3 separate regions of the Mus musculus genome follow, and regions 1 and 3 are each linked to region 2. Evidence: chromatin contacts called from public ChIA-PET and HiChIP or PLAC-seq data. All regions are on one chromosome and are shown on one strand. Each heading gives the region's core, a stretch centred on a gene start, on an enhancer-like site or on the middle of the called end of the contact. The rest is flanking DNA. Distances are from core to core; before and after follow the strand shown.

Evidence for each region. ChIA-PET counts read pairs in DNA pulled down with a chosen protein or histone mark. HiChIP or PLAC-seq counts read pairs in DNA pulled down with a chosen protein or histone mark.
Region 1: a FOXA1 HiChIP or PLAC-seq map of pancreatic cancer cells shows a contact between it and region 2. The contact joins two enhancer-like sites. A contact is called at or near these places in 2 of 39 promoter capture datasets (hippocampal neurons and neural stem cells), 5 of 484 Hi-C or Micro-C datasets (the HL-1 cell line and embryonic stem cells), 6 of 115 datasets of contacts at active chromatin or transcription factors (bone marrow-derived macrophages, embryonic stem cells, fetal liver and 2 more) and 2 of 9 other capture datasets (adipose tissue and liver).
Region 3: a contact with region 2 is called in an ESRRG ChIA-PET map of liver, with 8 times the contacts expected there. The contact joins two enhancer-like sites. A contact is called at or near these places in 2 of 39 promoter capture datasets (the 3T3-L1 cell line and hippocampal neurons), 5 of 15 datasets of contacts at CTCF or cohesin (CD8 T cells, the NIH/3T3 cell line, embryonic stem cells and 1 more), 62 of 484 Hi-C or Micro-C datasets (2-cell-like embryonic stem cells, the C2C12 cell line, CD8 T cells and 34 more), 24 of 115 datasets of contacts at active chromatin or transcription factors (the NIH/3T3 cell line, SST interneurons, craniofacial prominence and 17 more) and 4 of 9 other capture datasets (adipose tissue, embryonic stem cells, liver and 1 more).

The regions. Positions count from the first base shown.
Region 1 is chr6:134,818,202-134,821,692 of GRCm38.p6, reverse strand. 1700055D16Rik (RIKEN cDNA 1700055D16 gene) reads right to left here. Exons shown (of 2, transcript NR_151454.1): 2 at 273-1,310. Among named protein-coding and RNA genes, the nearest start is that of Crebl2, 10 kb to the left of the region's middle. Within about 2 kb of position 1,737, at least 33 of the 459 cell types and tissues checked have an H3K27ac peak or open chromatin away from gene starts, as enhancers often do. A contact at or near this core is called in the HL-1 cell line, neural stem cells and pancreatic cancer cells, where this site is marked.
Region 2 is chr6:134,613,533-134,616,952 of GRCm38.p6, reverse strand. All of the region lies in intron 3 of Mansc1 (MANSC domain containing 1), which reads left to right. Among named protein-coding and RNA genes, the nearest start is that of Gm38910, 7.2 kb to the right of the region's middle. Within about 2 kb of position 1,777, at least 70 of the 459 cell types and tissues checked have an H3K27ac peak or open chromatin away from gene starts, as enhancers often do. A contact at or near this core is called in the C2C12 cell line, the HL-1 cell line, granulosa cells and 4 more, where this site is marked.
Region 3 is chr6:134,441,748-134,445,059 of GRCm38.p6, reverse strand. No RefSeq gene overlaps it. Among named protein-coding and RNA genes, the nearest start is that of Gm52921, 7.7 kb to the left of the region's middle. Within about 2 kb of position 1,634, at least 61 of the 459 cell types and tissues checked have an H3K27ac peak or open chromatin away from gene starts, as enhancers often do. A contact at or near this core is called in the C2C12 cell line, granulosa cells, hepatocytes and 1 more, where this site is marked.

The DNA.
Region 1 (3,491 bases), core at 488-2,987, 200 kb before region 2:
ATTCAGTTCAGTGGTAGAATGCTTGCCCGGTAAGTGCAAAGTCCTGGGTTTGGTCCTCAACTCTGGAAAAAATAAAGGTCATCCAAGGCATTAAAGATTACACTTTTTCTTGCTAGATGAAATAGCTTTGGAAAGTGTGTTCCGAGCTGATCTGCCACAGGGTTCAGATGGCAGCCTTCATGCTTGTTTTATAATCCAACCCATGTTAAATTCTTTCCACACTGTGGATGCTTTTTTTCTTTTAATTTATTTATTTTATGAGGTTGTGAGCCACCATGTGGTTGCTGGGATTTGAACTCAGGACTTTTGGGAGTCAGTGCTTTTAACCGCTGAGCCATTTCTCCAGCCCCATGGATGGTTTTTATAAACTTAGTCATACCTGTCCAAGACGAATGGCACTGCTTTGCAAAGGTCTTTCTAATGGCTAAACCTTATTGTTGAAGATATAACACACGTTGGTTGCAGGACATGAAGAAATCAATGAAGGACTGACCTGAAAACCTTTTCCCTGCTGGTCATGTTTCACAGTGCTGGAAGATACTCTGCAGCCCCACTAGGGAAGAAGAGCCATCAGTGGATTTACCCAGCAGTGGATCCTGCATATTACAACGCCGGCCTGCCAGGCAAAGTGTGCCTACCTGTGCAATAGCAGCATAGCTACTGTGGAGATAACCAACTGTTTCCTGCTTAGATTTGAGGAAGGAATTCTCTCTACAGGAGACAATCCATGCCTGGTACTATGGTCTAAAGCTCATGGCTATAGAGGAACCTCTACTCTTATTTGCTAAATGGACATGCTGTCAAACAGCCTTCTAAAATATTTACATTTATAACCATACATTAGTGCTGCTCTCAACCTGATTACTGGTCAAAATGCTGAGGATAAGGGACTCTTGAGAGCTCACCCCCAAACGGGACGTTTATATCAGTCCTACAACCCCTCCACCCACAACTCAAGGACTGTCAAGGAAGATGGGGCAGAAATAACGCAAGAGTGGAAGGTCAGGGAGGGGTGCTGTGAAATGCTTTTATGGGCATGGCATGGCTATGGCACTCATGAGCTCACAACAGCTGTGCTTACCAGCACAAGACCTGCATGAGATCAAGTCAGTCAACATTCCAGCCTGGAGGGGAGAGGAGTTCACGAGGCTTTCCCACAGCCGAGGAACTGTTGGCAATCCACAAGTTCAATTGATGAGCAGGAGAGTCATTTTTCTTTAGGAGTGTGTCTATTGTTACGTTACCCAGGCTCCAGTGGATGGCTCCACAGTCATGTGCATGCAGGCAGTGCTAGCCAGACTCAATAGGCTCTAAAAAGAAAGACAGGAAGGTAGGAAGAGAAAATATTAGGGAAACCCAGAGGAGTAGCCATGGGGATTTCTGTTGGATACAAACAAGATACATTGTATACATGTTTGAAATTGTCAACTTGTCAAAGAATAAATTTAAAATATTCAAAACATACTCAACACACACACACACATTCACAACAAATGCACACATAGAGAGAAAGGTCTTAGTGCAATATGATGATATAATGCCTGTGATTTCAGAGCTCAGAAGGTAGAAACAGAACGACCAAGAGCAGCCTTGACAGCACGAGACCCTGTCTCAAAACACTCTAGTTAAATCAATAGGATTTTGCCACCCAGTGGAGTTTTCCTCACTGCTCTTCCTAGGGTGCTCACCTGAACTGTTTCTGCTGCATCTCTTCATGTGACGGATGAGTCACGGCTTTGCTACCCTGATTTGTTTGTTTTTATAGTACTGGTGGTTGAACAAGAGCTTTGTGCATGCTAAGCAAGCTGTTCCAACTGAGCCACGTCCTCAGCCTTTTTGTTTGTTTTGAATCTAAGAATGAAGAATCTAGCTCTTTTGCTCTCCCTCTCCCTCTCCCTCTCCCTCTCCCTCTCCCTCTCCCTCTCCCTCTCCCTCTCCCTCTCCCTCTCCCTCTCCCTCTCCCTCTCCCTCTCCCTCTCCCTCTCCCTCTCCCATCTCCATCTCTCTCTCTCACTGGCTTTCTCTCTTTTACTCTTTCTCATTCTGTAGACCAGTGGCCTTGAACTCACAGAGATCCTAGGATTAAAGGCATGCTCCACCACGGCCAGGCAAATAGTCTCTTTTTATACCTGTTTTCAGACTTGGTTTGACCAGATATCATCATCATCATCATCATCATTGTCATCATCATCATGAGTGTGAGTGTGTGTGTGTGTGTGTGTGTGTGTGTACACACGAGTGAGTACAGACGCCACAGTGTGCATATGGAGATCAGAGAGAACTTTGTGGAGCTGAGTCTCTTCTACCTTTCTGTGGGTTTGAGAGTCACACTCAAGCTATTAGGCTTTCATAGCAAGAACTTTACTGTCTGAGCCACCTTTTGGGGCCCAAACTGGTATTTTTCTAGAGCTTTCTGCTAAAAATTTTGGACAAGTAAATACAGAACTCTTCAGGGGTTTTGCATAGTTAAGTTTGTCCTTCCTTCCTTCCTTTCTCCCTCCCTCTTTGGTTTTGTTTTTTGAGAGAGGATTTCTCTTTGTAAGAGCCTTGGCTATCCTGGAACTCATATGCCAGGCTGTCTTAGAACTCCCAGAGACCCGCCTATCTCTGCCTCCCAAGTGCTGGAAATAAAGGCCTGTACCGAAGCACATACTTTCTATTGCCAGTGAACTTTGTTTCTTTTTGTTCTTTAGTTATTTAAATAATCACTATGTTTCCCTAATAAGAGAGAATAGTCAGAACTAATTAGTTCTGCTACAGGGCTCATTTTGTAATACAGCATGAGGCTTTATTTATTTATTTATTTATTTATTTATTTATTTAGAACAGGGTTTTATGTAATCCTGAATGACCTTGAACCTGCTATGTATCTGAGGATGATGTTGGGCTCCTGGTTACACAGCACCTAGCTTAACAGGAATTTTAAAGTGTGTGTGTGTGTGTGTGTGTGTGTGTGTGTGTGTGTGTGTGTGTGTGCTTATTATATGTGAGGGTGTTTATGTGGACTTCAGAGGACACCCTCTGGTATAACTGCTTGATTTCAGCTGGCTTGAGCCAGGGTCTCTTGTTTGTGGTTTCATATGCTAGGCTAGCTGTTCCACAGGCTTACCAGGATCCCCCTGTTGTTTCTTCCCATCTCCCTTTAGGAGCTCTGGGATGACCTAGCTTGTGTCAAGTTGAATAAAACGTAAATATGCTTAAGCACTTTCCCATCTCCCCAGCCATCCATCTCCTTTATAAACTGTCTTGATGCTGGGGAAGGAACCCAGACCTATAGATAACACTCTACCTCGGTGTGACATTCCAGCCCCTGGTATTGTGCTTCTTTATTCTTTGTTGTTGTTGTTTGTTTGTTTCTAGACAGGGTGTCTCTGTGTAGCCATGACTGGCCTGGAACTCACTTTGTAAAGACCAAGAGGCCCTTGAACTCAGACTTCTCTGCCACCTGAGTCCTGGGGTTAGAGGCCTGCACGACATGCTTGGCTCCTTAT
Region 2 (3,420 bases), core at 528-3,027:
CAGGGATGAAGTGCTGAACATAAAAACCACAGTTCTAGTTTCTCAAGCTGACTTTTGGGGGAGCTGAGATGGTAGTCATAACACACGCTCGAGAAGAATGTGGAGGAGTCACAAGTGATGTGCAGGGTTAAGATAACCCCACAGAATAATTGCCAAGGTGGCCCCCTAAATTAGGTGATCGGTGAGGGTGTAACCCCTAGATTGAGATCTGGAAAGCCAGGGGCCAGATCTGAGGAGACAGAGAAGATCTCCCAGGACCATGATCCTTAGGTGGAATGGGTCTGGAATGTCTGAAGAGCAGACGTTCATTCTGAGCCCAAGAGGCGTAGTAAGCCATACAGAGTGTGTGGTGTGAGGAGGTAGGGAGTCCAGGTCACTCGTGCGTTTGACATCCAGAAGAGGAGGTAGGTTTTATTGTATATGGAGAAGGGAAATGCTGAGGGAAGTTTTGGGGTAGCCATGCTCCATGGTGTCTTTTAAAAAAATTCCTGTTACTATGTATGTGTGTGTGCGTGTGTGTGTGTGTGTGTGTGTGTGTGTGTGTGTGTGCACATGACCTGGCATGTGTGGAGGACAGAGAGAGCCTTATGGACTTGGACTTCTCTTTCCGCCTCTGTGTGCATTCTGGGTATCTTGCTCAGATCTCAGGTTGCCAGGTTTGCCATGTAGTCTAGCCTGGTCTTGACCTCAGAGAGCTCTGCCTACCTCTGTCTCTAGAGTGTTGAGACTCAGGCTGTGTGCTTCCAGTATGTCTTTAAGGAGACTTCTTAGAGCCCACCGGTGTCTCCTTTTAGAACTACTCTGAGGCCACAGGAGGTAGGAAAATGGAAAAACTGGTTCCTTGGGAAGTAAGATATAGGCAGAAGATGTCCAGGGAGATTAAAGGAGATAGAAGGAGGTAAGATTCCAAGGCTTGCTGGTAGCCAGGAAAATGGACACAAGGAGGCTGAGGTTTAGTTTTTGAATAGCACATCTGACAGGTGGGGCCACCATTTGCGAACTGGCTGATCTGAAGGACAGTAATGTTAGAGTCAGGAAGTAGAATAGAGTAAAGTGTTCCCCTTCTTGCCTGTTAAATTGAGGTACTTTGTGGGATGAACTGTCTGGAGCACCTGGGTGTGTGCTTTGTCTCCTGAGTGGGGGAGAAGGGATGCCTGAATTTTGTTCCAGAACCAGGGAAATCCAGTGTGCCAAACACTTCCTGAAATGGGTGCACAGAGCACAGATTGTTTGAATGATCTGCCATGGTGATATAAATTACAATTGAAGATTAACTTTCCCAATTTCCATAATATTTCTGTAGAGTTGATGGATTTATAGTGTATGAAAGAAGAAATACAAGATAAAGCTGCTGGCCAGTGGAGATGAGAGGAAAGGGAAGTGGGTCTGTGTAGGAACTTTGTAAGGATAAGAATAAGAAGGTAGATCTGGAATCAAGCTGTTCTGCTGGCAGCCACCAGGGGGCATCATGAGCACAGAGCAGGTTGAAGGATGGGTGGTTCTTGGCAGTGACACCCGATCCTGGTCACATGCGGAGGACAGTGTATTCATTCCTACAGGATGTATACAAGTTATGTTCTTAATTCAATTTATAAATCTATCGCGTTTGCGGGTTGAGTTCTTCCACTGATCATAAATTATCCTGTTTGAACTGAACTGAAATGTAAATATCTGTTCGGTGGTTTGTTTCTGAAGGAATTTTATTTCCTGTAACCAGCTGACTAATATTTACAGACTGACACTTTGAAAGATGACAGTGGACTCTGCTCGGGCTATAAACGCACTGCAGCTTCGCATTCATCTGTCTTTAATAGTTTTGCAATATATCTTTCTACCAAGCTCTGTAAGAATGGGAGAATTCAGAAATCCAATAAATTGGAAATCTATTTGCTTAGCTGGTTTCCAAGCAATAGCCTCTGGTTCTTTTTTTTTTTTTTTTTTTTTTTTTTTTAACTCAGCAAAATCCCTTGAAAAACGAAACTCTAAAGACGTTTAAGGCCCAGGGCTGTTTCCCAAGCCCCAGAGAGAAGCCCCGCCCAGTGCAAACAGCAGTGGGCGAGGTGGGAGGAGCAGGTGTGAAGGGTTCTGTGAGGTTCTAGGCTTTTTGCCAACATTTGTATCTTATCAGACCGGACTGGTGCTTGCTTTTTATTACAGCTGAGGTCACAGGTCTGAGAAAGCAAACAGCTGTTTCGGTCGTTCTTGTCAATGGATATAGCTAACTTACAGTATCAAACAGACCTCAGGTCAGTTAGCTAAATGGTCTTGCGCTCTCTCTCTCTCTCTCGTTTTTTATTTTAGAATAATATTTAAGTGTTTTATTATAACACTTTATTTATTTAGTGTGTGAGTGTGCAGAGCTGTGCTCACCATAGTGATAGTGATAGTGTAGAGGTCAGAGGACAACTTGTGGGAGTCCGTTCTCTCCTATCAGATCGGTCCAGGGGACTGAACTCAGGCCTTTCAGGCCAGGCTTGGCAGCCCTGCTGGGCCATCTAGCTGATGCCCCTCCCCCCTTTTAAAAATGAAACATGTTGAGGTATATTTGTTTCTTTTGTGTGCATCCTCCCTGGGGCCCATACATACTATAAGCTACACTCCCAGCCCTGAGTCCTCATTCTTACTAAATACCTTATGATACAGATGGTATGAATGTGACATCACCTGTAGTAGTTACACACACACATATACACATATATGAAGATACACACACATATGAAGTTACACACACACATATATACACATATATGAAGTTACACACACATATATACATATATATGTTGAGAAAGAGGAAAAAGGAATTGTCAGAGGAAAAAGGAAGCTCAAATATCCAGATTTTTGTGGGGGGGGGAAGTGAAGTGGTTTGAGACAGTCTATGTAAACCAGGCTGGCCTTGAACTCATTATGTAGCTGAGGGTGACTGTAAGTAAATTCTTGACCCTTCTACTTCCCAAGTGCTGGTATTAATGGCATCACTACAACACCCAGCCCCTACTTCCATTTTAGAATAGAGCGAGGTAGCCTAGAGCATATGTCGGGCAGCTTTTCTGTCTTGATGTCAAATAGTTCTTAGGTTTTGGAGGCCTGGGTTGAAGCGCTCTGGCTGTGTGCAACCAGTTATATCTATTCACCATTGACCTTTATTGTATAAAAGCTGCCATGGTGACCATATCAATAAATGAACACATTGGGCACCAGTAAAACTTGATTGAAGAGCAGTAACATTCAAGGAGTGTACGATTTTCACATGTCCAAAGTTGGTTATTTTCAGCCATTGAAAAATGTAAACTTCAGTCACAGCTTGCAGGGCACACGGAGGTAGATAGCAGGCTGGACTTGGCCACTGATGTCAAACCCTGTCCTAGATGAATGAAGTGATTCTTGTAAAGGTTCTTGTAGCCTGGTGGGACGATACACGTC
Region 3 (3,312 bases), core at 385-2,884, 170 kb after region 2:
AGTAGCCTGTTCCCGGTGACACACCTCTTCCAACAAGGGCACACCTTATCCTTCCCAAACAGTTCCACCAACTGGGGACCAAGCATTCCAATATATGAGTCTATGGGGGTCATTCTCGTTCGAACCACCACGATTGTTCAGTCATGTCTGCGTACACTTATGTTTTAGATTTTCTTCATTTTGATTTTTTGGGGGAGTTTGTAGGGGGCTTGTTCTTCATTTGTCCTGAGGCAGGGGTTCATAAATCAGGCTGACCTTGAACTCGAGTCTGCCTGTGTCTGCCTCCGGAGTACTTGGTTAAAAGTGTGCCTTGTCAAGCCTTTACCGACATGCCTGGCTCTGTGTTCCTTATTCAGTTTATAACTTTCTGATTTTTTTTTAAAATTATTCTTTGAGTGATGAGTCACACAAAAGTATGCTCAATTTCTAAATATTTGGAGGATTTCCATTGTTTTGTTATTTTAAAACTCAATTCCATAAAGGTCAGATTTAAGTTTTACATTTTTTTGAGACTTGTTTTATGGGCCAGACGGTGGTGGTGACAATGCTTGTTTCTCAAGCTCCTGAAGAGAATGTGTACTTTGCTGGTTGGCGGGTTTAGCTCCAAAAGTCGGTGGAATCTCTCATCTTTTCAGTATCCTGATGGATTTTCTGTCATCTCCTGTTTCCAAAAAGAGTTGGAATCACCAAACATCCCTGTGGCTCTGCGTGTTTTATCTTTTTTTTTTTAAGTTTTTGCCTGCATGTAATAGAATTGTTACATTCTCAAAACACGTTCACCCTTTAGCATCGTGTACGGCTTCTCTGTCCATGTGTTCTTTGAAGTCTACTTGTCTGACAGTAATACTCCAGCACACAGCTTCTTGGTACTCCTGTGTATGCTTTTCTGTCCTTTCATTTCCTTTCCTTTGTGTATAGATTAAACAATTTAGAATAAATAAACAGCAGCTGAGGTGACTCAGTAGCTAGAGGCTCACTGGCTGCCAAGCCCAAGGACCTGCGTGGGACCAGCATAGTGGGAGGAAAGAAGTGACCCCTGCATTGCCATACACGTTAAACACATGTAAACAAAAATGGTAGCCCCACAGGCTTTGATGGGGTCTTTATTCTTTTGTTTACTTGTTTTGTGTGTTTTGAGACAGCCTTTGATGGCCTGGAGCTTGCTTTGTAGACCAAGTTGGCCTCACACTCAGAGATCTGCCTACCTCACCTTGAGAGTTGAAGTTAGTTGGAATTTATTCTTATCTGACTGTCTCTTCCCTTTAGTGGAAATGTTTGGCTGTTTCTCTAAAGCAGCTGTCATTGTGACTGTCTACTCCCCCTTTCCGTTCCTCTCTCCTTCCTCCTCCCTATTCCCTCCTCTCTTTGGAAACAGCCTTACTTTGTAATCCAGGCTACCTTTGAACTAGGGTCTTCCTGCTTTCCATTCCTGACAAAGGCTACACGTGTGTTCCACCATGTCCCGCTTTTAGTCTTAACTTCCTTTCCTCTGGCTTCTTTTGAGTTGGCTAACTATGAGTAGAGTTGCATGTCCCACACGGTCTTTCTGGCTGCTTTGTGGTTTACAGGGCTCGCTCCCTGACTGCTGTATTCTACCTGGAAGCAAGTTAGACCTGTTTGCCTGTGCTCTCAGAACGAACCTCAGAAGCAACACTTCCTGTTTCCTTCTTACCCTTTGTCCTCTCCACCCCTCTAACCTCTAAAGTTGAAATTAGGTAAACATTACCATCAGCCAAATAGCCGCACACACCTGTAATCCCAGCACTTGGGAGGTAGAAGCAAGATCGGGAATTCAAGGTCATCTCAGCTATGCACAGTGGGAGGTCAGCCTGAGCTGTGAGATACCCCGTCACAGTGACAAGCCTTACAACCAGTTTTAAATGTACATGTCCATGGTATTAAACATTCATAATGTTTCCACTCATTTCCGTAACTTTATTCGTTGTGCGAAGCTGAGCTAGCTTGGTGGGCTTTACCTGTAAGCCTGGACTGTGTGGTGAGAAATCCTGTCACCAAAATAAACAAAAAGCAAATGATAAAAATAGCTATGATGAAAAACAAGGGGCTGGTGAGATGGCTCAGTGGGTTAGAGCACCCGACTGCTCTTCCGAAGGTCCAGAGTTCAAATCCCAGCAACCACATGGTGGCTCACAACCATCCGTAACAAGATCTGACTCCCTCTTCTGGAGTGTCTGAAGACAGCTACAGTGTACTTACATATAATAAATAAATAAATAACAAAAAAAAATTTAAAAAAAAAAAAAAAGAAAAACAAAAAAACTACTCATCAAAATAACCCCCGTCTGCCGTGCCTGGAAGCCTCCATTCGACTTCCTTGTCTAATAGGATCTACGTTAGCCCTTCAAATGAGTGACAGGATAGATGCCTCTCTGCCACTCACCTGTGTCACTTGGCATGATGCTTTCAAGGTTTTGTAGGATGTTAGAATTTTCTTCCTTTTTTCTTTTTTTAAGGCCAAATAATATTTTAAATGTACCAAACTTTTGTTTATCCAGCTGTTTCTTGAAGGGCAATTGGATAGTTTGAGTATTGTAGGTGTCGTGGAATAACAGTGCTGTGAACGTTAGTTTCAAGGACTGGAGAGATGATGACTCAGTGGCAAAGCACTTGGCCGTGCTGTTGAGAGTGGAAGTCTTGACTGAATGTATTGTTGACATGAACACAGCCATGTCAAGGACTCCAACACCTCAGACCCCATGGGTGACAAAGCCTTCCAGGGTGAGGCTCAAAGGGATGGCAAAGTTTTCCTCTGGTCCCTCTCTTTGAATGCTGACGGCGTGTGTGGATGCTATCAACCACAGCTTCCTCCTCCAGAATGGCTGCAGCCTGGGATGTTTCCCTATAGAGAACCCCTACCAAAAATTAACTCATCCTGCCTCCTTGTTCAACTAAAGCTACAAACCCACCTTCTTGTATGCATTAGGCATGCTGAGGTTTGGGGCTGCATTTGGTGGCCACTATAATGATCCAAGCGTACCCAATCCCAGCTCTTCTGTATGTGTGTCTGTCCTTTCTTCATTCCCTTGTTGCCCTGGTTAGGTCGATCCCTGAAGCCAGGCAGAGTTCAGCACTACTCAAGCTTGAGGACAGAGTTTGCATCCTCAGAACCCACAGAAATGCTGGACAGGCCGGGTGACTCACCAATAACTCCAGTGATTAGAAGGCAGATGGGGGAATTTTCACACCAGGCTCCCTAGTCAGACAAACTGTATTGGTGAGCTATGGGTTTAACTGTTAGATCCTGTCTCAGTGAAAAGACAGAAGGCCCTCCATGTCAACCTCTGGCCTCTA